7 separate regions of the Mus musculus genome follow, and all the other regions are linked to region 4. Evidence: chromatin contacts called from public Hi-C and HiChIP or PLAC-seq data. All regions are on one chromosome and are shown on one strand. Each heading gives the region's core, a stretch centred on a gene start, on an enhancer-like site or on the middle of the called end of the contact. The rest is flanking DNA. Distances are from core to core; before and after follow the strand shown. Region 1 has its middle 500 kb from the start of Zfat. Region 2 has its middle 420 kb from the start of Zfat. Region 3 has its middle 440 kb from the start of Zfat. Region 4 holds the start of St3gal1 (ST3 beta-galactoside alpha-2,3-sialyltransferase 1). Region 5 holds the start of Phf20l1 (PHD finger protein 20-like 1). Region 6 has its middle 480 kb from the start of Zfat. Region 7 has its middle 330 kb from the start of Zfat.

Evidence for each region. A called contact is a pair of places that touch in the nucleus more often than the background predicts. HiChIP or PLAC-seq counts read pairs in DNA pulled down with a chosen protein or histone mark.
Region 1: a contact with region 4 is called in a Hi-C map of uterus, with 3 times the contacts expected there. The contact joins the enhancer-like site here to the promoter of St3gal1 in region 4. A contact is called at or near these places in 1 of 15 datasets of contacts at CTCF or cohesin (large pre-B cells), 2 of 484 Hi-C or Micro-C datasets (both in uterus), 14 of 115 datasets of contacts at active chromatin or transcription factors (bone marrow-derived dendritic cells, cardiomyocytes, differentiating embryonic stem cells and 10 more) and 1 of 9 other capture datasets (macrophages).
Region 2: a Hi-C map of cortical neurons shows a contact between it and region 4, with 2.8 times the contacts expected there. The contact joins the enhancer-like site here to the promoter of St3gal1 in region 4. A contact is called at or near these places in 2 of 39 promoter capture datasets (embryonic stem cells and hippocampal neurons), 6 of 484 Hi-C or Micro-C datasets (cerebral cortex, cortical neurons, uterus and 1 more), 14 of 115 datasets of contacts at active chromatin or transcription factors (the NIH/3T3 cell line, the SCID.adh cell line, astrocytes and 11 more) and 2 of 9 other capture datasets (embryonic stem cells and macrophages).
Region 3: an H3K4me3 HiChIP or PLAC-seq map of neural progenitor cells shows a contact between it and region 4, with 8 times the contacts expected there. The contact joins the enhancer-like site here to the promoter of St3gal1 in region 4. A contact is called at or near these places in 3 of 39 promoter capture datasets (the C10 cell line, embryonic stem cells and hippocampal neurons), 14 of 115 datasets of contacts at active chromatin or transcription factors (the SCID.adh cell line, astrocytes, bone marrow-derived dendritic cells and 11 more) and 1 of 9 other capture datasets (macrophages).
Region 5: an H3K27ac HiChIP or PLAC-seq map of extraembryonic endoderm stem cells shows a contact between it and region 4, with 5 times the contacts expected there. The contact joins the promoter of Phf20l1 here to the promoter of St3gal1 in region 4. A contact is called at or near these places in 4 of 39 promoter capture datasets (embryonic stem cells, liver and pre-B cells), 6 of 484 Hi-C or Micro-C datasets (B cells, CD8 T cells, embryonic stem cells and 3 more), 5 of 115 datasets of contacts at active chromatin or transcription factors (double positive thymocytes, effector CD8 T cells, extraembryonic endoderm stem cells and 2 more) and 1 of 9 other capture datasets (liver).
Region 6: a Hi-C map of bone marrow-derived macrophages shows a contact between it and region 4, with 35 read pairs. The contact joins the enhancer-like site here to the promoter of St3gal1 in region 4. A contact is called at or near these places in 1 of 39 promoter capture datasets (neural stem cells), 12 of 484 Hi-C or Micro-C datasets (adipose-derived mesenchymal stem cells, bone marrow-derived macrophages, cerebral cortex and 6 more), 18 of 115 datasets of contacts at active chromatin or transcription factors (the SCID.adh cell line, acute myeloid leukemia, astrocytes and 14 more) and 3 of 9 other capture datasets (embryonic stem cells, liver and macrophages).
Region 7: a Hi-C map of cortical neurons shows a contact between it and region 4, with 3 times the contacts expected there. The contact joins the enhancer-like site here to the promoter of St3gal1 in region 4. A contact is called at or near these places in 1 of 39 promoter capture datasets (the C10 cell line), 2 of 484 Hi-C or Micro-C datasets (both in cortical neurons), 15 of 115 datasets of contacts at active chromatin or transcription factors (the NIH/3T3 cell line, the SCID.adh cell line, VIP interneurons and 12 more) and 1 of 9 other capture datasets (macrophages).

The regions. Positions count from the first base shown.
Region 1 is chr15:67,758,118-67,761,370 of GRCm38.p6, reverse strand. No RefSeq gene overlaps it. Among named protein-coding and RNA genes, the nearest start is that of Zfat, 500 kb to the left of the region's middle. Within about 2 kb of position 1,955, at least 12 of the 459 cell types and tissues checked have an H3K27ac peak or open chromatin away from gene starts, as enhancers often do. A contact at or near this core is called in uterus, where this site is marked.
Region 2 is chr15:67,839,173-67,842,597 of GRCm38.p6, reverse strand. No RefSeq gene overlaps it. Among named protein-coding and RNA genes, the nearest start is that of Zfat, 420 kb to the left of the region's middle. Within about 2 kb of position 1,612, at least 13 of the 459 cell types and tissues checked have an H3K27ac peak or open chromatin away from gene starts, as enhancers often do. A contact at or near this core is called in cortical neurons and ventral hippocampal neurons, where this site is marked.
Region 3 is chr15:67,822,159-67,825,441 of GRCm38.p6, reverse strand. No RefSeq gene overlaps it. Among named protein-coding and RNA genes, the nearest start is that of Zfat, 440 kb to the left of the region's middle. Within about 2 kb of position 1,886, at least 10 of the 459 cell types and tissues checked have an H3K27ac peak or open chromatin away from gene starts, as enhancers often do. A contact at or near this core is called in neural progenitor cells, where this site is marked.
Region 4 is chr15:67,174,789-67,178,323 of GRCm38.p6, reverse strand. St3gal1 (ST3 beta-galactoside alpha-2,3-sialyltransferase 1) reads left to right here and starts at 1,442. Exons shown (of 9, transcript NM_009177.4): 1 at 1,442-1,692.
Region 5 is chr15:66,575,949-66,579,499 of GRCm38.p6, reverse strand. Phf20l1 (PHD finger protein 20-like 1) reads right to left here and starts at 1,928. Exons shown (of 21, transcript NM_001081409.1): 1 at 1,653-1,928.
Region 6 is chr15:67,779,093-67,782,509 of GRCm38.p6, reverse strand. No RefSeq gene overlaps it. Among named protein-coding and RNA genes, the nearest start is that of Zfat, 480 kb to the left of the region's middle. Within about 2 kb of position 1,374, at least 62 of the 459 cell types and tissues checked have an H3K27ac peak or open chromatin away from gene starts, as enhancers often do. A contact at or near this core is called in adipose-derived mesenchymal stem cells, bone marrow-derived dendritic cells, bone marrow-derived macrophages and 2 more, where this site is marked.
Region 7 is chr15:67,926,503-67,929,635 of GRCm38.p6, reverse strand. No RefSeq gene overlaps it. Among named protein-coding and RNA genes, the nearest start is that of Zfat, 330 kb to the left of the region's middle. Within about 2 kb of position 1,770, at least 8 of the 459 cell types and tissues checked have an H3K27ac peak or open chromatin away from gene starts, as enhancers often do. A contact at or near this core is called in cortical neurons and neural progenitor cells, where this site is marked.

The sequences.
Region 1 (3,253 bases), core at 706-3,205, 580 kb before region 4:
TATTTAGTGTAATCTGAACGCTCTATATCATGGGCATGCATTGAAACATCATGTAATATTTTATAAGTATGTACCATCAACTTAATTAATTGCACATAAAATGCACAGAGGACTACTCAGCTTCATGAGGAGCAGTGCTTCCAGCTGGGCATTTCCTCCTGGGGAAGGATATGCCTGCCTTTGCTAGTCCCCACAGGACATGCAAACAGTGTCTCCATGTAGCCGCCCTCACATTTAATTTCCCTATTTCACAAGCTGACAGTTTAGCTTGGTGTGCACTGTAAGAGACCAGACCTTTCAGGTGGTGCTCTGACTTATGCTATTTCTATTGCCTTTTTATTTTATTTTTTTCTCTTTCTTGCACTTACAGTAGGAAAAAGCATTTCATCAGAGGTAGGGGTAAGGTCAAGATTGAATGTGGCAAGAAAACTTGTGTGTTTCTTGTAAAGGTTCAAGAAAACCTCCCCCTTCCAACCTCTGTGCCTTCGGGAGCTGATTTTGAATCGTTTCTTAACTTGTCTCTAAAATCTACCAAAACAAGGTTAAGGGCCAAGCTTTGTTCTTATTTCCTGCTCTGCCAGATAATGAATTTGAGACTGCTTATCCATGGATCTGCACTGCACATTGGGTGGAAGTGGCTGGTCACAACTGTGACACAGATATCTCGTTGGCAATATTTCTGAATAGTAATGGTTTAAGGGCTTGGAAGAAAAGTAATTAACAAAGGAAAGGTATGGACATAATTTGGGAAAAGAAAACTTCAGTGGAGTGGCTTTGAAGGTGCCACTCTGGAGGTCATCATATTTTTCCTGGAAGTGTGGGTGTAGTTTAAAGTAACAGTTCTCATCCTGTGGGCCGAGACCCCTATGGTGAACTTCTATCTCTAAAAGTATTCATATTACGATCCCAAACGGTAGCAAAATTACAATTACAAAGTAGTAACGAAAAATAACTTTATGGACTGAGGCCACCACAATATGATGAACTGTAAAAAAGTCTTGCAGCATCAGGAAGGTTGAGAACCACTCATTGCATTAAAGTTATTCTTTTTTTTTTTCATGATTTAAATTGTTCACATTGCTTCCCCCAGTCACCTTCCTCTCCTCCAATCCCAGTCCTATCAAATCCCTCCCCCTAAAAGCCCTCCTTGGGTACCACCCTACCCTGGGTCTTCTAGTCCCAGCAGCACAAAGCACCTCCTTGCCCACTGAGACCCAACCAGGAGTCCGGGTAGGGGAAGGTGATCCAGTGGCAGGCAACAGATTTAGACACAGTCCCCTGCTCCAACTGTTAGGGGACTCGCTCACATGAAGACCAATCGATATATCTTCTGCAAATGTAGGGAGAAGCCTAGACCCAGCCCTTGCATGCTCTTTGATTAGTGGTTCAGTCTCTGTGAGCCTCTTTGGGCCCATGTTAGTTGACATCATAGGTCTTCTAGTGGTGTCCATGATCTCACTGGGTTGCTCTGTCCTCTCTCCCACTTGTACACAAGACTCTCTGAGGTTAGCCATGGGTCTCTGCATCTGTTATATCCACTGATCCATGAAGATACTCAGGAGACAGTTATGCTGGGTTCCTGCAAGAAAAGCAGAGTATCATTAATAGTATCAGGAGTTATCTCTCTCACGTGGGACAGCTCTTATGTTGGGCCAGTCAATGGTTGACTGTTCTCTCAGTCTCGGCTCCATCTTTATCCTTGCAGATCTTAGAGGCAGGACAAGTTTTGGGTTAAACACTTTGGCCTAATCTTAACATGAAGACAATGAGGGAGCTATTATAAACTCATGTTGCAATAAGAGATATTAAGATGCAGGGAGGTTCAAGGGCTGGTTATCCAACTTGCAAGTACTAGCAGTAGTTGAATGGTCCCTGGAGCCAACACCATGGAAGGCTGAAATGAAATCCTTGGGCTCATTTCTGCAGTGACTCACGAAGCTGAAAATACAGCCTCCACCCATCTGCTCACATTGATTCCAAATGTTCTGAGTTCTACACAAGAAGCGTCAGTGCCGAGCCCAGGAGATTTGAAGATGAAAGAGATTTCGCTTCTTTTATGAGTGATCTCATTTCATGGATCATTCCAGCATTCAAACTGGGGATGAGAGCAGGAGGCCCAGAGTGATTAACAAAAAGTGAGTGGTCAGAAGGCCTGAAGGGAAATACAAACAAACAAACCCAAACCCAAATCCAATCAACCAAACAAACACCCCTCCTGCCAAGAATCTTGGTGAAAGCTTCTAGAAATTATTTATCTAATGGTAAAGTAGGGAAGCAATATTTTGCAAGATGTAAGCTTGATGCTGTGAGGCCCAATAAAACATTCCAGGCCATTAAAAGATAGGACCAAAGCAAACCGAACCACAACAAAAATGGAGCAGAAGATTAGAGGGCTTTGTCCCAAGTTTCTTTACATCTCTCAGCTCTCACTTAGAAAAACACAACTAACAAACCAGTTGGCTCCCAGCTCTCCTTCAGTACTCAGAATCAGAATTTCAATGTGAATATGACAACCAAAAAGGATTCCTTTTGACATCATCCCCACCAATTTGAGGTTTATTTGCCCCAGGCCGATGACAGATATAGCTATATCCAGTGGGTTCTGTGGTTTTATGAGGGTGTTCTAGTGAGGAATGCTACTCTAAGCACCCTTTCAGTTTTGCTCAGATTGTTTTTATAGGGAAAGTTATGAGTCTTGGTAATTGCTAGAGTTTACCCTCTACGCCTCCTCCTTAGATGTGAACATAGGCTTCTTTGCCTTCTTAAATTCTTATCACGGTCGCTGTTGCATGGCATCGTCCCTTGGTTGCTAGGTTGGTATTATTTATGAGCTAATGACAGAGTAATAAATACTGTAGTAAATAGTTGCACGGTGACATTTGCTGAACCAAAGTTACAGGCAGCTGGAGATTGTTTCCATGCAAAATTGCTTTCACTATTCTCCCCATTATAATGATCTACAGCCTAGATAAAAGTACCTCTGCACCCCACCCCAAATGCATCACCATTTCCTTGTAAGATCAATAGACCTTCAGTAGGAACCTGTCCATTCATATTGTGCTATAGGAAGCTTTTGACAGCCTCTATGGTAAACTCAGGGAGAACCTTCCCCTATCTGGAATGAGTGTATTTTTAAGTTTTTGTTCAGATTAAATTAGCTGCATTTATTAATTCATTGTGTGAGACAGTTAGTAGGTTTCTATCATGAGTGATACAGTACCTCTGCTTAAAGAACCTAAGTTTTTAAGAAAGG
Region 2 (3,425 bases), core at 363-2,862, 660 kb before region 4:
GCTGAGCCAGCATTTCTGCTGTGCTTCATTTTATTGCCAGTTGATATGCTTTTCTACCTACATTGCAGATCCCAAATAATGACTCAAGGCTTATTATTTATTAATTGTGGCTTTAAGATTTAAGCTAGGCTTGTTCCCTGACTAGCTCATTAGCTTGTAATTCATTAAAGCTGTTTATACTATTCTATGTCTGCTACATGGCTGGTTACTCTTCCTCAGTTTCATATGTCCAACTTCCTTCAACTCCGGATGGTAAATCTTTCCATCCCTGATTCCTTTCCAGGATCCTATATCTACTGGAACTCCAACTTTCCACTTTTTGCCTTTTGCTAATAGGCCATCCACTTTGTATTGACAGGTGATGTTTTTACACAGTGCCCAAAAGATTATCCCTACAAGTTGATACTTTATGGTTATGCCGTTTATGCCAATGATATAAGGAAGAGCCAGAATCCTGGGTGGTGGTTTTTGTTTGTCATCTTAGTACTTGGGTGGCTGAGACAAGATTTCAGTGTTTTAGTTAAGCCTGGGCAACATCATGAGTTCCAGGTCAGTCTGAGCTATAGAGGGAGAAGCTATCTCAATCCAAATGTAACTTAATTGAACCAAAATAAACCAAACCAAACATAGCATGACGAAAATATCATAATATTACATAGCAAAAACCTCAGAGTAACGTGTCATGTAAAATTTGCAATTAATTTAAGAATTTAGAATAAAGGCCAAAGGATAAAGCTACTCAGAAAACAGTTTGGCCAGGAAGACCTAACCTGAAAGCATATTGATACTGGAATGAAGAAAGTATGGAAAGATGACAGATGGATGCTTTGCTGAGTCATGAGTGGCATCAACTTTCTTTACTTCAACTTTGCTGGTCCTGGTAACGTGCATGGCCAAGAGCTATTTATGAGATTCTGAGGCCAAACCAAAAGAAGTCTGGCAACTTACAGCCAGGCCTTTTGGAAAGAGCTACTCTGTTGAAAACGAAGCATGGTATCAGAAGCCTGACCATGGAGAACATGCTGTGAAAAAGCCTAGAAACTGGGTGAAGAAAGGCAGATGTCCTGGCTTCTCTGAGATATTCTACTCATTCTACTCATGACTCCCGACATGTGAGTAAATAGTAAATATCAGGCCTTCCAAAAACAATGCAGAAAAGAATCAAAAAAGCCCAGCTGAAGGATACAATGAGGACCTGGACTCAAGACCCATGATCATCTCTTTAGTCACCTGCATATTTGAGTCTCTCCAGTCCATGCTCTGTTGTGACAGAGAAAAGATGAACTATTTCTATGAGGTCTACCAGAAATCCCAATGTACAAAGTTGTGAACACGTAGGGATGGTGATTGCTTTATGAGCATTGAGATGGCTCATTATATGGAATGAAGCATCTTGGTTCATTTTCTTGAAGACATTTGTTGAGCACCTACTGCTGCTTGGTGTTTTGACAGTGCTCTATCTTTGAAATTTCCACAAACTCTGAGGCATTCTTATGATATGTATAAAAAAAAAATCTGTGCTCAGTGAGTTGAGGAAACTTGCTCATGACTACACTGCTCATCAGAGCTGGGACTTACGCTGGGTCCTGCTAGAGGAAATAAGAGAGCTTGGCAAGTTGCTTGCTTAAGAAAAGGTTTGAGTTTACAGTTGAGCTGGAAAGGAATGTGCCTGAGATGCCAGTTATTGCAGAATTCCCCTGTGACTCTGCGAGGAGCCCATGAATTCTGAGTGGGCTGCTGACACCAAAAAAGAGTCAGCAGCAGATTGCACACAGATGCCACTACAGAGGGTTCTTTGGTGAGATTTGTTTTTTTGGCCAAGCAAGGCGCAGGAAATAAAGTGGAAAATGACTTTCACAGAGAATGTTTGTAGTGATTATCTCTGCAGAAAAACATCTACCCAGTTCAAAATCTACTCTCACAAATCTAATTCTTGTTCTATGCATAGAGAATCTCTGGTGAGGGGGTGCATGGTGAATTTATCAGTTGGAGTGTGATAAACAGCTGATGTTTCTCTTCCATGATGCCATTTCAGATGCTCAAGGTGTCAAATTTCCTCATAGTTAATACAATTGATGCCTATTTCTCAATTTGTTAAAATTGAAGGTATAAAATGATACACAATATGCCTTGGAAAATAAGGGAGAAAGAAGACTCAAATTAAGGTAGGGCTAGTTCCCTTTTTTCCACAAGGTATCCTCCAGGATTTCTCTGATTTAGTGCTTACATTTAGTCATGCCAGGTTCCCACTAGACTGTATGTAGAAGACCATGAAAGCTGAAATATGGCCTTAGACATTGTATTCACTTTGCTCCAGTATTCTATTTGTAACATCACATAGAGGCTCACAAGGATTTGTTCAATGCAGGTGCCCATTGTGCTGTCCTTTATGACCTTGGCTCTTGGGTTGGTGAACCCAAATTAAATTTTGGTAAGGATTATTATTATTTTCTTCATCGTATTGGGTGAGCTTCATTGCTTTGTAGTTTTGGTGTGTGCGGACTTCTTTATACCATTCTCTCTCTCATTATCCTGTGGGTGTCTGTAAAATCTAAAAAGAAGCTTCTCTGACCAAGATATACCATAAATATTTAGAAAGCAGTTTGACAAAGATACAGTTTACCAAATAAAAATAGTATCCCCATCCTAGGGCCTACAACCTCCTCATATCATGGGGGTTTGACTAGGTTTACAGTAAAAGGCATGGAATCCCTCCTGTGAATTAGATCATGATTTTAATCAGTAAGTAGTTGGTTACCCCTTTACAGTCATACCATATCATACTGCAGGAAAGATTTATGTATAATATTTTTGGATCTCTAATTCATGTGTATACTAGATATTATACTGCATATACATAATTTTTCCAAATCTACTAGTATACACAGTTAACTCACTTTATCTGCCCTCCTTCAATTGCAATTGTTTTAGATTTTTCTTCCACATATGCTGTATAGTAGTCTAAGTTTGGCTTAATTAAATCAAATTTAGAAAAGTAAAGAACAGAAAGGAAGCTCACTGTAATTCCTCGATGCTTTATCTTTCTAGAGGCTACTACTTTTTTTTCCTTCTTTGTGATCTTCCAAAACCCTTCTTTTATTACCACCTTTTTGCTTAGAGACCTTTCCTTAATTATTTTCAAATTTTTCAGTTTTAAAATTTCTGCTTCGTTCCCCTTGTAAGCTGGTTTGTCTCTGACACTTCCGACTTGTGTCTGGAGATTTAACTTCTATTATTTTCCAAATGTGCTTACTTAATAATTAAACACTGTGGTGTATGGTTGCTTTATGCTGATAGTTAAGATTATTACCATCATAGTAATGACATCTATTAATTAGATTTCTTTACCTAGTTTGAGCCCCCTCTCCTCATTTTTCATGTGGTAAATCACTTTGAAATAAAAGCAGAGACAACTTTAGATATTA
Region 3 (3,283 bases), core at 637-3,136, 650 kb before region 4:
CCATGGTGTAGGGTTTGTGTAAGCACAGGGGCTTGTGAATATTTTAACAAACTCATTTAGTAGGTACAGATCAGGTGGTAGATGTAGGGACGGGACCAGTTTCTTTGACCTCAGAGGAGTCTAGGACAGCTCAACAAGCCCCCAACCCAGAAGGTTTGAGTGCTGTGGATACAAAATGAGATCTGTTTTCCAACAGACCAGTGTGGACTAGTGATCACAATGAAGACTTGCTAATATTTCACAGAACATAGGGAAATCATTTCAATCTTCACCTCTAAGTATCTTATAAAACTCTCAGGATCCATTTGATTGATTGATTGTGTGTGTGTGTGTGTGTGTGTGTGTGTGTGTGTGTGTTGTGTTATGTTTAAAATGAGAAGTTTAAGATCTGAACTTTGAAAAAGTAGAGGATACCAGTGGCAGGGGAGGACCCAATGGGTAGAAAACAAATCAAAACCAGACAAATGAAGTTCTATGGAGTGAGAATGCATTGGCCCAGAAATGAAACAATCAATGGGAAAGAGACAACCTCTACTAAAGAAGGGGACAAGTGCAAACTGTTGAGACAAGAATATTGATCTAGAGTAGATAAAGAACTTAAAAACACCAACAGCAAAATTTCCAATTTATAGACAGAGTAAGTACACCTTTCCTCATGACGAAGCTTCTTTTGCAACAGACAGAGAGCATTAAAGAAAGCCCTGTAGCAGACCACCTGAAGGGGCCAGCCTTTCTGTAATGATATTCATTCCCTGCAGACTCCACAGATCTTTCCAGGTTAAAAGTCAGAGAACAATTGGTATAGAAAGCCCAGCACCAGTAGTCATATCAACAACACAAACCCTACACCTAAGGCACAGGGAACATTATGGAAGCCAGAGGCAGAAAGATTCTAGAGTCATTGGGTCAGAGAAGTTTGCCATGTGATAGTGTCTTCTGACTATGACAGGTAAGCTATGCCCATGAAGTCTCAATAGTGTGGTTTCCTCAGGAAGAACTGAACAATTCCAACACCAGTGTGCATTTCAATGTAGATGGGAAAAATCATATAGGTTTCCATTGCTAGATATAGAGCTATATAGAGCTATAAGGAATTAATGGATGTTAATAGAGAAAGATTCAGTATTCTCTAAGGATGAATATAGTCCTCTCTAAACACATACACACACACACACATGTACACGCACACACAATGTATTACTTCCAAATCCACAGGAAATGACCACTTACCAAAAGAAAAATACACACATGCTCATATTCATTTTTGCAGTGTTATAATATCTACGATGGAATAAACCCATCAAGGGACGAGTGAGCAAATACAACATGGGATATTATTAAGCTATATAAAGTCTGGTCTACTATCATCTTTGTATAATAATAGACTTGTATAAATATGAACTTGGGAACATTATATTAAGTGAAATAAGTCAGACATATAAAGGAATATTCTTCCTGGGTTTGTTCATATGTGGTCTTAAAAAGTCAACCAGGGGAACCAACCCAGCAGTCACACTGGCCTGAGAATCACCTGGGAATCAGGTGACCTTCACTCTTTTTCCTGTTCTCGATTTCCAGTTCCCCACTCTCAATCTCAGCCCTGTAGGAGACCTGAGGATTCTGTCTTTCTCCTCTGTCTCCATTTCCTGAGGACTCCAAGAATCATTTCAGGAAGCAGTCTTTCTTCCTTACTCTATTACTTTGTATCAGCTGCCATCAGGTGAGGCCCGCTCTACCAGGAAATCTGCTGGCCAGGCCTGTCAGGGAGTCAGATAGCTGATTTCCACTGTCCATCCTGCTCTTAATTCCAGCTCTCTAGACTTATCCCTTGCCCTGTAGTAGTCTAAATGCAGGGGCATGTCTTCACTCTCTGCTGTCATTCCCTGGCAACTCAACAGTTCCTCCAGACAAACCCAACTTTCCTCCCTCTTTTGAATCCTTTCAGGCATCCTCATTCCTTCCGTAAGCTCCTGGAAACACATTCTTCCAAGAGTCCGCAGTCACCACACGCACCTGGCAGAGACCCAAAAGCATTCAGGTCACCCACAGTCATCACACTCTCTTAAGAAGCAGACAGGGTAGTAGGAACTAAGAAATGGAGCACCCACCTAACAAAGACAAGATGTGGTATAAACACTTAGAATCACAATCAGTCCAAACCCAGATGCCTATACATATCCAGTGTGAAACTACAATCAATAATAACCAGAAAATTTGTTTGGACCAGAACTCAACAGCATTACAGTAAAGCCTGAGAAATACAATGTCACTGAAGCATAAGACAAAGACTTCAAAATGGCTATTATTACCATTTTCCTTAAAGACCTTACAAAGATATGAAGAAACCTATTAATAAAATCTTCAAAAAAGAAACCAACAGTGGAAACAAATGAAGAAAACAGTTCAAGTCATGAACATAGAAATATAATTACTAAAGAAAACCCAGACATGAGTAAAACTGGAAATAAAAGATGTAGGAAGTCAAACAAACACTTTAGAAGTAAGCCTCAAGAACAGAATAAAAGAAATGGAAGAACAAATCTCTGCCATTGAAGAAAATATAGGAAAAAATGGATACCTCAATTTAAAAAAAATGTAAAATCTTAACAAATTCAAGCAGAAAACATCCAGAAAATCTGGGACACTGTGAAAAGATTCAAATCTATGAATAATAGATTGAGAGGAAGTAGAAGAAATCCTGGACAATAAGGTATGGAAAATATTTTTGATAAAATCGTAGAAGAAATTTTCCCTAACTGAAAGAAAGAGGTATCTATCTAGGTACCAAAAGCATGCAGAATACCAAAGACAAGGAACAAGAAAATTTCCCTCAGCACATGTAATCAAAACAGGAAAAGTACAGGTCAAAGAATATTAAATGCTACAAGGGAACACGACCAAGTATCATGTGAAATCCATCCCATTAGAATAACACCTGACTTCTTGGTGAAGATTCTGAAATCAGAAGGGCCTGAGGAGATGCTCTAGAAACTCTTAAAGAGATCACGGATGCCATCCCAGCCTTAATACCTAGCAAAACTTTCAGTTACAATATGTAATGAAATGTAGAGAGAATCTCTTTTGTCCTATATGCAAGCATCACCTATCAATAAAAGCTAATGGCAGATTAGCTACGGCAGGAAATAGGAGGTACAAACTCAAGTAGGGAGAGAAGAACTCTGGGATAGAGTCAGGTGCAGGAACAGATTCACCCCAAATCTGAGGACCATGATTACATGAAACTGAGGAGAGGTAATTAAGCTTATGGCAGACTTAGATGAGA
Region 4 (3,535 bases), core at 193-2,692:
AAGAGTCTTGGCAATACTTCTCCCTTACCCCGCACACACAAATTATAACTTAGAGGTTTCTGTTCTTTTCCTTCCTTTTCTGGTAGTTTGTTGTTTCTTTGTCCTCCACTTCTTCCCTTTTAACAATTTCTCTTCTACTTCCTCGGAACTTACACAGTGTACCAACCCTATCTAGGCAGTCCAGAAGCAGAGTTGAAACCCACTCCTTCCTCCTTCCACAAGCTGGCTTGGATTGAGTGAGCTCTTAGATGCCAAGGGCAGTTTCAAGAGCCCTGTATCCACTTGCTCAGTACAACAACCCAAGCAAACGAACGCTGGGACCAGGGCCCTTTGCAAGGGAGTACGTGGAAACACAAACCTAGGAAACAGTGGATATGGCCCAAAGAGCCCAAGATCACACCGTAATGGAGAAGTGCCGCAAATTCGCCCCAACATTACAGCCTCATTCTAGTGAGTAAACAGCCAGGCAGCTCTGGCCTCCCCCACTGCAAAGGCTTGTCCCCAGAAGTCTCCAGAACTGAAAACGGAGAGACTCCTGCGCACACCGTCTTTCCTCTTAACATTCCACGGAAAAGTTGTAGATGAGATAGTTCCAGTGAGAGGATACCCACTGACAAACCAGATCTTAGAAATGCCTTTTAAATCCACCATTTATGATCTACGACCCACACACGTTAAATTCCGTACCCTCACTTCCCTATTAAAACAGAAAAACTTCTACCCTAACCTAAACCAAATCCCCATCCCCAGGCTGCCTTGGGGACCTTTCTAACTCTGATTCCCACTATCAGCCTTTGCTTAGCGCTGGTCTGCGAAGCTGTCTATCCATCCGCAAAGGAAAGGCCCTCGGCGGAGTAGACGGGAAGGGCGGGGATGTGGATGCTTATAGTGACCTGCTCTGCGGCTCCCAGTCCTGGCTGCACAGACACCGCAATCCCTAACCCCGCGGTGCCCCTCCCCAAGCCTACCTAAATCCCACCTCGAGTCCCACGCCCTCAGAAAAAGCGGTGGCTTTGCCTGATCGCCCTCTCTCTCCACTGCGACCCTGAATGGGGCTCTTCTGGGCACCGCCAGCCACATCCTCTCGGTGCACGCCCAACGCCTCGTCCCTCGGGTTGACCCCACGGGCTTCGAGCCTCTCGGGAGTTCTTCCCTAGCCTCGCCAGCTGTTCCCGCAGATCCCTCTCTTGAGGCAGTGATATTGTTCCCGCGCTGCCTCCTCCGGCGTCTCTCAGACGGGTCCGGCCTCCACCCAGCCCGCTGCTGTCCACGTGGCTTGGCTGAGCTATATTGAGCTTGCAGGAAGCCCCAAGCTAGAGGAAAGCCGAGCTGAGGCCGGCAGGAGGGGCGGAGGGGGGCGCCCGAGCGCCAAGGGGCGGGCGCTGGGCGGAGGAAGGGGAGGAACCTAGAGCCGAAGAGCCGTGCTGGGCGCGCCGGAGTCACGGCTGGGACCGGGCGGGCGAAAGCGACTCCTCCCCGGACGCCCCGCCTCTCACTCCCGTTACACCCGGGGGAAGGTGTTCCAGAGGCGGCTCCCATCCTCACCCCGCCTCCCTTTTCTCCGGCGCTAACCTCTGCCGGCGGAGCCCACTATGCCAGACACTTTCGACACTTTGCAAAGACAAAGAGCCCTAAACCGGAGGGAGGAGAGAGGAGGAGGCAGAGAAGGAGCGTGAGGTTTGAGCTGGCTGGGTAAGTATCCTGAACACATCTCCTTAGATACCTCTCTGAACCTCTTCAGTGCCCCCAAAGTCCGGAGTGTCTCTGGCTTTGGTAAGTACGCACCCAGCTGGTCCCTGTCCCGGTGCCCCAGGGACGGCGCCCCCTCGCGAGTTGGGGCTGGAGAAATGTTGCTTGTGTTCTCTGAGTACTGAGGTGATCGTCCCGACCCGGGCACAGAAGGGGTGGGAAAGGGACTAGAAAGGTGTAACAGTAGAAATGGGACCAAAGACCCTAGGCGCCAAGAGGGAGACACAAGGAGAGAGATCTCTGTCTCCGCCACGGTGGTCTTCTACCTGCGGGTCAGGGAGGAGACTCCAGCTCTGGGGCTCCAGGCTCTTTGGCACTTACTGGAGGAGCCTGCCGGAGCTCAGTGAAGAGCCTATGGCAGTTGTAGCAGTGGCTCCCGGAGCGGCCGTGGTGACATTGCGCCCAGCACCGCAGTGGATCCCCGCCCGGGCCGCGGGTAGGAGACTCCATCAGGCGCAGATTGTCCCCACTCTCTAGAGAAGCGGAGGTCTCGGGCTGGGACACTGGGGACGCTTGGAAAGCGTTGGTTTTCCAGACCAGAGGTCTGGACAGTGTCCGGATGGAGTCTCCCGATCAGCTGTGGGCAGGCGCGGACCCGGGAGGAGGCTGTTGGTCCCCGGGACACCTCTAATACCGCCCCGTTTCGGATCTCGGGGAGAAGTTGGAGCTTAGGACAGCACAGCAAAAAGCGGTGTGTCAGAAAGTGGGTAGATGAGGGTGGTCAAAGTGAGCGTGGCGGTGGAAAGTCTAAACTTGGAATCTGCTCCAAACCCGTTAGGCGCCGCAGCTGCCAAGAAATAATGGGACAAAAGTTAGCAAAGTCTGCATCTCTGTAGTGTGACCTGCGCAGGGCATGGTCTGCTGCTTTGATATGTGCACGGGGTGGGCAATGGTGACACCGGACAAAGCGACTTGGTTGGAGTACTATTAGCTCGGGATTCGGACCTTTGCGCAAGCAACTTTCAGCCCTCGTTTTTCTACGCGTGGGTGTTTGAGTGTGACCTTGCGGGAGGCAGCGCGGCTGAACTCGAGAAGGGGATTAAGTCTCCCGGTGCCTGCCTCGTAGTACAGGTAAAGCGTGGGGCCCTTCGCCTTGCTTCACCGTGGAGTCTCAGAAAAGGTGCCCGAACCTCCATCCATCTGCTGGAACCTGGAGTTTCTCCAGCCTTTTGCACAAGGGTCCTAGCCAGCTTCTTCCTCCAGCAGGAATTGGTGGCGCGCTCCATGAGAGACATGTGCGCGCCCAAAAGCGTGCGAGTGGGTGGGAGTTGGGATGGTCAAGCCATCTCGGAAGCTGATTGACTCCCGGAGACACTAGTGACCCTCCCCCACCCCCCACCCCCCAGGACAGGAACAAGCTCGCACAGTTGCTACATCAGGCATTTGCCAGACTTTCTCTGTGTTTAATGGGTAAAGCCTGTCCTCTCCCAGTTTACCACTGTCTCGGGTCCCCACGCTTCCATGGACTTGTGGTGAGATGGAGCGCCCACGCCTTCCTGCTGCAGGTGAGGGGCGCTCCCCAGCAGAAAGACTGCTAGGATCAGGGGACGATCTCTGCCACCGCTTCTGACTTGTAGTTGATGCTAACACTGTGCGCACTAAAAGGGCCTCTAGAAGGCGTCCCGAGTCCGGACGCCCCTTGTCCCTTTCCACGATTGCTACTAAATTAAAATTCATCCAGTGACTTCCAGGAGAGCGCTGAGCACCCACCCTGCTAAACCAGAGTGTGCAGTTCTGGAAACTGCGGGCGGTGTCCCTAGGTTTTCTTTCTTGGATGATGGCCCAG
Region 5 (3,551 bases), core at 679-3,178, 600 kb after region 4:
CAAATGAGTTTTCTTTTTCTTTCTTTATTTCTTTCTTTCTTTTTTTTTTCGAGGCAGGGTTTCTCTGTGTAGCCCTGGCTGTCCTGGAACTCACTTTGTAGACCAGGCTGGCCTCAAACTCAGAAATCCGCCTGCCTCTGCCTCCTGAGTGCTGGGATTCCGAGTGCTGAGATTCCGAGTGCTAGGATTAAAGGCATGCCCCACCACGCCCGGCTTCAAGTGATTTTTCTTAAATTTCACATTTCATAATCAAATTATGCCAGACTCTGGGTAAGGTTTCTATTATTAACTCAACATTGTGCCCATAATGACAATTAAAAAAAAAAAAAAAAAAAAAACCTGCAGGAGTCGTTACTTCACTATACTTCACTATAGCCCATTTACATTAAGTATTTAATGATCTTTTGGCCACACTGGCTTGCCTAGCACACGTGCAGCCTTTTTGACTACCGAGTATTTGAAGAGAATGCATATATTCTCAAGGTATCAATAGTGGAATGAAAATAATAACTGGCAAGCACGGTCTTATCAAAATACAACGGGTTGGGGACCAGGAATCTAACGCTGCTCTTGTTGGAGGGAGATGCTTAGAACATGTTCTTACATTACTACTCACTAGGATCTTTCTAGCTTAAAAAAAAAAAAAATAAACACCACACAAATGAAAAATCCCCACACAAACGAAAAATCTTATAATGTTTTAGCCACTGTTTAAAACAGGTAAAACTTAAGAGCAAACAGAATTCCAAATGTCCCTTCCTGTTTTTTTTTTTTTTTTTTAATCTGAAAAGGGAAGAAAAGAAATAGCATCAACGCTTGTTACAAAAATATGGGGGATCAAGTTTACAAGGTCGTGCCTAAGGGGATATAGAATATCCTGACATGGCATCAGTGAGGTTAAGATTCATAGCCAGGACACACTAGGTGTAATGGGAACAAACATAAATATTTTAAATAGAAATCTTGTAAGTGTGCAACATACAAGGCTGTTACTTCAATGTACAGAAATAGAATCCGAAGAGGCAGTTTGCCAGTTATGCTAACATTTCCTAAGATCAAACTTCCAGCCTGTAAATCTAATCCCCCGTGACTCTCAGGAATGAGGACCTCAAAAGGCAGGGACGATTTCCATTCTCTTGTGAGGAGACAGGAGAATGAGGGAGGCGGCAGAATTAGGAACTTTTACGAAAGACAATCTATTGGACAGACCCTTAAAGTGAAACTGTGGAACAGGGAGCGAGAAAGGGGAGAAGGAAACAAAAAGAGAAATGAAAAAAGACCAGAAAGCGGTAAAAAAGAGTTCGTTGTAAGGATGGTGGAAGTTTGCAGAGATGACAGTGAGAGGAAAGAGACAGACACACAGAGCTAGAGAGCGGTGAGGGAAAGACCGCGAAGCTAAGCAGAGGGGACGAGGCGGGCTCGCAGGGGTGTCAAGGGGAGCCAGGAAAGGCCGCGGCGCGGCTGGCCCGGAGCCCGGGAGCTGCAGGTTGACAGCCGCCGGCCCGGCAAGGGAAGGAAGGCGGGGGTAGCGCGGCGGCGCGCAGACAATAGGGTCAGCGGATGGCAGGGAGCGGGACGCCGGCCGAGAGCAACGCGGGCGCGAGCGCAGCCCGGGGACCCGGCAGCTTCCAGGCCCCTCCGCCGCCTCTTACCGACTCGGCCTCGTCTCCGCACAGCAGCCGGGCCGTCCGGGGCCGAGCCGGGGCGCGTCAGGGAGGCCAGCGCGGGCCTCGTTCGAGTCTGCCCGGGCAGCAGCAAGGGAGGGAGCGGGAGCCGAGTGAGCCGGGCCCGCGGCGCCGCGTCGGCCCGAGGAAACGCGGGAGGAAGCCCTCAAGCCCACTCCGGCTCCGCTACCATCGCAGCCGCCGTCGCTGCCGCCGCTGCCGCCTCCGCAGCCACCACCGCCGCCGGCCAGCCCTGACGCGACGCCGGCCGGGGACGTCAGCCGCCCGCGACGCGCCGGAAGCGGGCTGGGTTGAGTCACGTGGTACGCGAGGGCCGGGCTGGCGCGGCGCAGCCGATTGGAGGACTATTCTGGGGGTGGGGCTTCGGCCAGGCTGGGCTACTTACACATAGAAAAGACCTGGGCTCTAGATTCCCCTTGGTGGGGTCAAGAGGATGGTGGCCTTTTGTGATTGTTGCTGGTTTCTAACAAATCCCACTACTTGACACATTGGGCAAACTTGTCAATGCACCACACACTTTTCACCGTGTCTGTTCTATCCCACGTTAAGGACAGACACAATGATCTGTATTACAAAATCAGAATTGTCTCTTTTGAATGGATACTTTGTCACGACACTCTGCTATAAATATATCACATGACAATCAAAACTGCACACTTATACTACTTTCCAAATTCAGAAATCTTTATAAAACAAATAAAAGATTCTTAAGAATCTTTAAAAATTCCTAAGAAGTTTAGGGTACTAATAGAACAAGTCTTCACAATTAATAGTATAGGACTACCTCTGTTGAACACCTACCATGTACCAAAGTCTATATTAAGCAGGAGAATCCCTATCCCAACTTTGAGAAGATCTACAAGTTATCATTCAAAGTGCTACTGAGAGAAAACATCTATTTTTTTCCCCACTCCATCACTCTGCCTCCCACGTTTTAAAAGTGCATCACTGCATACAAATGACACTTATATTTATCTTGCTTCATCGTGTACAGTGAAAATAGAAATGTTTTCTCTGACTTTCAAGAGATTTGGTAAATTGAGAAAATCTTCATAATCATCCTTTTATTCAAAAGACATTCATTCAAGAAATATATATCTAATAGTTGCAGAGTTATACTGAGCTTAGTGATGCTACAAACAATGCGAATAAGACAGTTCTGAGATGATATTTGTCTTTATGTTCTTCTTTTTAATCCTCTGTGGTTCTCATTGGTCCAATACAATTAATATTTCTATTATTTCTAGAATCTTTTTTCTGTCACAGGCAGAATTATACTTTCCACTTTTAAAATATTATGTACGGTTATTTAATTTGCTGTAAAATTAGAATACAAGTAAGATCACACACACAAGAAAATGCCAATGCAAGAAGACAGTTCTAAAATATTTTTGTCCCCCAGTACTGTGATTTACAATGTTTGCAATAATTACTGTTTTAGCAGTAGAAGTCCTTGATACACTAGGATGACTGTAGGAATTATGGATCACCTAAAACAAACATGCAATTTAAAACAACACTTGATTTAAACAATAAAATGTATAATGTTGTCAAATAAAAAACATATATTTATAAATCAGGATCATTTGTTTCAGAGTCTAATCTAAATTTAATGAAGAAGTGTCAACCCTTCATTAGATGGGATGAAAATATTAGAATCTAATGAATTTAGTCCCCCTTGAGGCTATAGGTCTCACTTTAAATGCTATTTAAACTATATTGTTTTAAAATTTGTATTTAAAGATGCTAGCAATGTGCAGAATATGGAACAAAGTTTACAAATCACATCAGTGACAGTACCACTAAGTCAGGTTTCTGACGAAAGATAGATAGATAGATAGATAGATAGATAAAGAAAGAGATGTG
Region 6 (3,417 bases), core at 125-2,624, 600 kb before region 4:
TCCACTGAACAGTTCTTGGAGGGCTATCACCCCACACTGTAGACACCATGACAGATGGTCTAGCAATGGGACATGGGGTGTTTGAAAAAAGATATTCAGGAAGCTATGGGATAGGGAAGTCTGAATTCATCTGGATTTGAGAAAGTGGAATTGCCCCACAAAGCTTCTCAGAGGAAATGGCTTTGTAAAAAAAGAAGATAGTCTCCCAATAGATATGTTAAGGCAGAGTGAGCAAAAGTAACAGGGGTCCAGCTCAGTGGGAGGATCAAGGAGCATGGCTGAATAGCAAAGACTAGGGAGCCCTATAGGAGGGAGCCTCCATCACACAAGAGGTCAAGAAACAATCCTAGCCCACGCATGCATGGAATAGGAACCAGAGTCATTGTGCTTCCTCTGTGTGAAGATGAGGAGAGCAGTTGGTGGAAGTGCTGACTCTGACCTTAACCAAGCTGACTCTTAGGGAAGAGAAAACACCCCTAAGTCTAAAGACATAAGTCCATCAGTGTGTGTGTGTGTGTGTGTGTGTGTGTGTGTGTGTATGTGTGTACTTGCTAAAAGACAACCTCAGGTTTTCCTTCTCAGGAGCCATCTACTTTTCTTTTCCTTTTGAGATAGGGTCTTTCACTGGTAATGTAATCTATCCCCAAGCCCTAAATACATCATTTCCATAAGCAGAAGTTGCAGGAGATGGACTTATTGGTACCTTTGATGTGTCTTCAACTGTGAGTGACATTTTATCAAACAGAATCAAGAAGAGCAGCTCAAGAGAGCCTCAGCAACAGCCATAGAGAAGGAAGCATGAAGAAGCAAAGATAAGTACTCTCAGAGAGAATTGATTCCAGCTTTTATCTTTTTAAGTTCTGCACCTGTAGTCTAATCTCTTATACTTGAATACTTAAAAGAACATTAATCCACACATAAATGAAAGTAGATAATGGCTTAATATTTTTCATGTGTCAGATAATGAACGTTTAAAAAGTGCTTCTAACCCTCTATACATAAGAATCTGAGAAACTTAGCGAAGGAGAGGCTGGATTCATGCTCCTCTCTTCATTGCTAAAACAGATTTGTATTAGATCCCTTGGCGCTGGGGCTATAGGCATTGGTGAGATGTCCTAAATGAGTGCTGAGATCTGAACTCTGGTCCTTAGGATTGGGCAGCAAGCACTTTTAACCATGGGGCCATCTGTTCCACCCCCAAGGGAGCACTGTCTTTGAGAAAATGTTTAATTACTTTAGAGATTTGTAACAGGGATTTAGGGTGGAGTGGGGCACTTGGTGATTGATGTGTAGAGCTAGGAGTTTACAGTGCTATGAGGATAAGGCTACAAGTGTTAAGTCAGTGGCTGTCAAGGAAGTTACTCATTGTCTAGGATGTACAGAATTGCAACATAGCTGAGAAGGACTCAGCTAATGGAGTATGACTAATACTGAGAGCAAGACAGTGTTTCAGATCAGGAAAAGAACTCTTAAAATCATTCGTTTCAAATATCTAAATCTGGAACTGGGAAGCAGCTTAGTGGGTAAACTGCTCACCATGCAAACATGAGAAACTGACTCAGCACCACCAGAACCCACACAAAAGTCCTATTTGGTAGTAAATGTTTACAATGCCAGTGTTGCTAGGACAAAATGAGACACGGAGACAGGAGCTTATTAGGACAAACCCATAAGGCCACTGGGTTTTCCTATGAGGCTGTTATTTTCTAAGTCCTTGGGGCGGGTGGGGCTTCAAGGTTAAAGGTAGGTCTTGAACAGGACAAAGCCAAAGAGATTTGGATGGGACCATAATCTTTAACAAGCCTCCGTGTCCTTCAGTTAACAGGTGCTTCTGAAATATGTTTACTAGAAAAGGCTGTTGGATAATAGATGATTAAAAATAAAAGTCATCTGGCCATGTGATTGCTTTCTATGCACTCAAAATGTTGATACCCTAGCCAAGGTGGTCATGCCAAGACCTCTGAAGTCAATAAACATTAGGAAGATCTAATATGACTTTCAGAGTCATTGAAACACCCTGCTCCTGAACTGGGTTGGAGGTGGAGCCTTTGAAATCCATAAGCCTAAGGCTGCTGGGTGGTTTAGTCACATTACTGCTTAGGCGCTAACTCTATAATTGCATAGGAAAGAGGTCATCTACAGTGAGACCCCGGGGAGTAAACACAGCTAACTATGTTACCGGGATGGTTTTAATGTGTGCTCTGAGATGCAGGCACTCCTTGTGTAAACCAGGTAGGAGCTTGCAGGCTTCGTTCTCATTTCACTGTTTACAATTTGATGCATCTTAAGAGCCATTCCAAACATTTCCTGGAAAATACTTGGCCTTAGAGAACCAGTGTGACCCTTACTGGTGTAGTGTGGGAAAGCCTGGGGTGGCTTAGACTCCCACTGAACTGCTGTATCTTATGGCAAGGATCAACTTCTGACTTAGTGAATGTTGAGTTAGGAATAGAAATCTGGCATTTTTCACCTTTCAGAAAACTGCCTTCTGGGAAACAAAGGACTACAGTTAGAATTATATGTATCTTTTAAGATCTTGCTTAATATTGGATGTATTTTTTTAAGGATAGAATAAAAGTGATGATTTTTCTTTTTCTTTTTTTTTTAATTATTGAAGTGGTTCGTTAACCTTTCATGCATGTGTGTTTCATTCTGATTGCTCGTCCCCTACTCTCCCCTCCCTCCTCCCTGCTTCAACCCCAACACCTCCCTACAAGTCCCCTTTCCACATTCATTTTTGTTTTGTTTTGAGATATAGTGGACTTGTGGTGTGACCTTAGCTTTGGAAAGCTCTATTGGAACCATGTAGGCTCAGTGTGGATTATAGCACTAGTGGCAGTGGCTCTCCAGCTCCCAGAGTTTGTCATTACCCATTAACATAAGAAAGATACATAGAGAATTTGATGTCCAGAACCATACCAACACAAGAACCGGCAAGTGATTTACTGACTACAAACCTAAGACTCTCAGTGCTTATTGATTAACAGAGAGAGAGAGCCCCAGACTTGGATCACTCTCATATTATGGGATAAATGGGCCCTTTGGAAAGGGACGTTCTAAACCCAGTTCTGCCAGGAGTCACAGAGATGGACTCAGAGTAAATAAGCTCAGATTAAAGACTTTAACATACTCACGCGTGCACTGACAATGAGACCAGAAAAATCAAGATGTTTAGATTTCTCAGTCTACATATATGCATAAGTTAGAAATTAAGTATTGATTATATTTATGTTTATCTTTACTTTTTAAAAAGTAAAAATTAAATAATGACAAACATAAAGGAGACAGAATGAAGTTCTCTGTATGAAAAGCCATGTATATTTACAAAAGAACCAAGTAGAACTTCCAGAAGTGGCAAATATCACTGCAAATAAAAACCCAATGGACATATTAGATGTGCACAGAATTGAAAAATAA
Region 7 (3,133 bases), core at 521-3,020, 750 kb before region 4:
GGCTAGAAATCTAGGCTATTCCATTACTAAGGAGGCTAAAAGAGACATGGGAATTACCAAGAAATGGAAGTGCTAGAAAAATTCCAAAGGAAGAGAAGTCTTGGAAAGTGAGCATACAATTACTGCAAAACTACTATAATGTATATATTTTTAAGGGTGTATAAAAGAGAATACTTCTAGAAGATAAGGGATCAATTGAGCATCCCAAATTAAAAGAACATTGGCAATTACTTAGAAAAGCCCGGGCTTTGAGAGGAGATGTGGATCTGTGATACAGTTTGGTCTGCTCAGATAATAGTGTGCCCAGACAATTGAGATGCAACTGCATTTTCAAAATCTCACAGCAAATATTTTGTTAACAAAAATTATGTGTCTTATGATAGGGTTTTGCCCAATCCTCAATTTACACAATGGAGAAATGGATACTGCCATGTGTTCTATCAAGCCTCCCCATAGACCCCCAAAGCCATAAGGTCATGGAACCATGAACTGAACCTTCATGAATTATCAAACACAGGAAAACTTTCAGAGTTTTTCCTTAGGTATTTTTTCCCCAAAGATAGCTCATTAACAGAGCAGTTAATACTGAGCTGTTAGAGAATGAGATTAGTGTTTATGAATGTAGCTAATGTTTTGGAACTTGCCATGCTCTTTGTATCTCTGATTTGAATACTTGATGCCAAAATTTGCTTCTAGAAAGTCTTTTAAAGACCTAGTCCCCAGTTTGACAGTATTGGGAGGTAGTACAAGCCTCACGAGGTAAAAGATCTTCCTTAGATCATTGAAAGTATGCCTGAAAGTGGATAGCGGCTACCTCTTCCTAGCTGTCTCTTATTGAGTTATCAGATACGTGCAGTCTCCGCCATGTGTTCTATCATGTCTCCCCATAGACCCCCAAAGCAACAAGGTCATGGAAACATGAATGGAACCTTCATGAATTATGAAACAAAGGAAAACTTTCTGAACTTTACCTTAGGTATTTTTCCCCAATAATAGCTCATTAACAGAACATGTTTACAAAGCTTTGGGCACCCCAGGAATTCTATGGCAAAGTTCTTTCCGTCTGTGTCAGATTGTATGAAGTTCAACACAATGTGAGGGGGAATCTTATTGATGAAATGTAAGTTAGACCTGGCATGAATTTGGAAGCACAAGGAGCAGAGCAACACTTGTCTAATGACACAGAGCAGGACCAAAGTTTCTGACAGGGGTTGGAGTTATATTCCTGAGGCCACATGGAACTTGACCCCACTCAAAGGCCATTTATTCTCTACACAACTGAAGTCTTTCAGATTTTGTTTTTCTAGCTGGCTTCATCCTTGTTAGCACTTGAGTTTGTGACTTAGGTTCTGTGTTCATATGTATATGTGTATATGGATGCATGAGTGTATGACCATGCATAACTAAATGTATGTGTTTTAGAGCTTTCAGTAGCACAAATATATTGAGTTGTGTGAGTTTAACTCCAAGAATTGATATATTAGAATGAGATTTGATGAAAACTTTTACAAGTATCAATTTACCCGAAAAATGTGAAGTAAAGAAATACTTTTGCTTTACCAATTTTGCATTATACGATCAAGGTAGAAACTCTTAACAATCAGAATATCAAATGTGATTGATTCTGGAGGGCGAGTTTCAAAAGAAACAGCATGGTGCTTCGCTGATCTGAGTTCTGGAGAAATTCTCCTACTGAGCAAAGAACATGTGATGCTCCCAATATGAAAAGAATTCCCTTAGGAAAATGTCTCAGTCTACAGCTTTTCCCTGAAGTCTGTTTGTCAGCTTTTCTACAGCACTGAGCACCATCCAGAATATTTTCGGAAGCCTGATAGAGCAAAAGAATGGTATGCTAATCAGAATCCTGTTGCTGTGAAGAAATACTGTGACCAAGGCAACTCTTATAAAGGAAAGTATTTAATTGGAACTTGCTTACAGTTTTACAGGGTTAGTTCGTGACCGTCATGATGGGAAACAGACTGGCATGGCAAGGAAACAGTAGTTAAGAGCTTTACATCTGATCCATAGGCAGGAACAAGAGCGGCGTGGGATAAGGAGGGGAACCCTTAGCTTGAGCTTTTCAAACCTCAAGTGTCACCCACTTCTAGTGACACACTTACTCCAATACAACCACACTTCCTAATTGTTCCCAAATAGTTCCACTTATGTGGGACTAAGCATTCATCTATATGTGACTGTGAAAGCCATTATCATTCAAATCACAAATAGGTTCATCTTTTTATCCTTTGAGAGGTATAAAGATTTAATCAGTCAAGTTGGACATTTGTGTGTACATCAGTAAAACATGAGTCATAGCCTGTCTTGGGTGTGCTATTTAAAATTCCAACTTACTTTGTCTTTTATGTGACATTTTCAGAAAAAAAAAATGTCACAGAAGCAGCCAGTGACAGAAATGCTGTTCGGAAAGAAATTTTGGTTTCTATATGGCTAGAATGTTTTTTTGTGGAACTCTATAAGCTAGTACAGTAAACAGAAAATAAGTTTGCTAGTTTGGAGACCTGGGTTTGAATCTGACTCTACTTTGTTTCTAGGGGGACTTCTTTTTGCAGTATAGTCTCAATGTCTCAGTACATTATTAACAAGAAATTGTTCAATATCCTACAGAATTAGTTGTCAGAGCAGTGAAATGGATCATGAGAGTAAATCGCCTGGTGCATGTAGATAGCAAATTCTAGTGCTGTAACATATCATAAGAGCTCACAATGTCCCAAACAAATTCTTCATTTGTCTTTTTTCCTTCTAACTTTCCCAAATATTATTTTAGGACTCACCACATACTGGGGATCCAAATTCAAAGACAAGTTGTCAGTATTGCTCCTGGGGCCCCAAGAAGCTACATTAATAAGAACAAAATTCTCTGAGAACTCAGGTAAGAGAAGTCACTAATCCCTCAAAGAAGAAGAGAGGGGACAGAAGTTACAGAGAGTGTAATTTATACTGAGTGTCAGAGAAGAAGGACAAGTTTGCTGAGTACAAATCAGGGAGCAGGTACTTTAGGCAAGTTTAGCATCGTGGAACACTTCTAGGAGTATTGAAAGTGTTTAACTTTGTAGCACCTTGGTGCCCTATCCCGTAGGCCTTACTATCAGAATGGTCGTTGCATCTTCTCTGT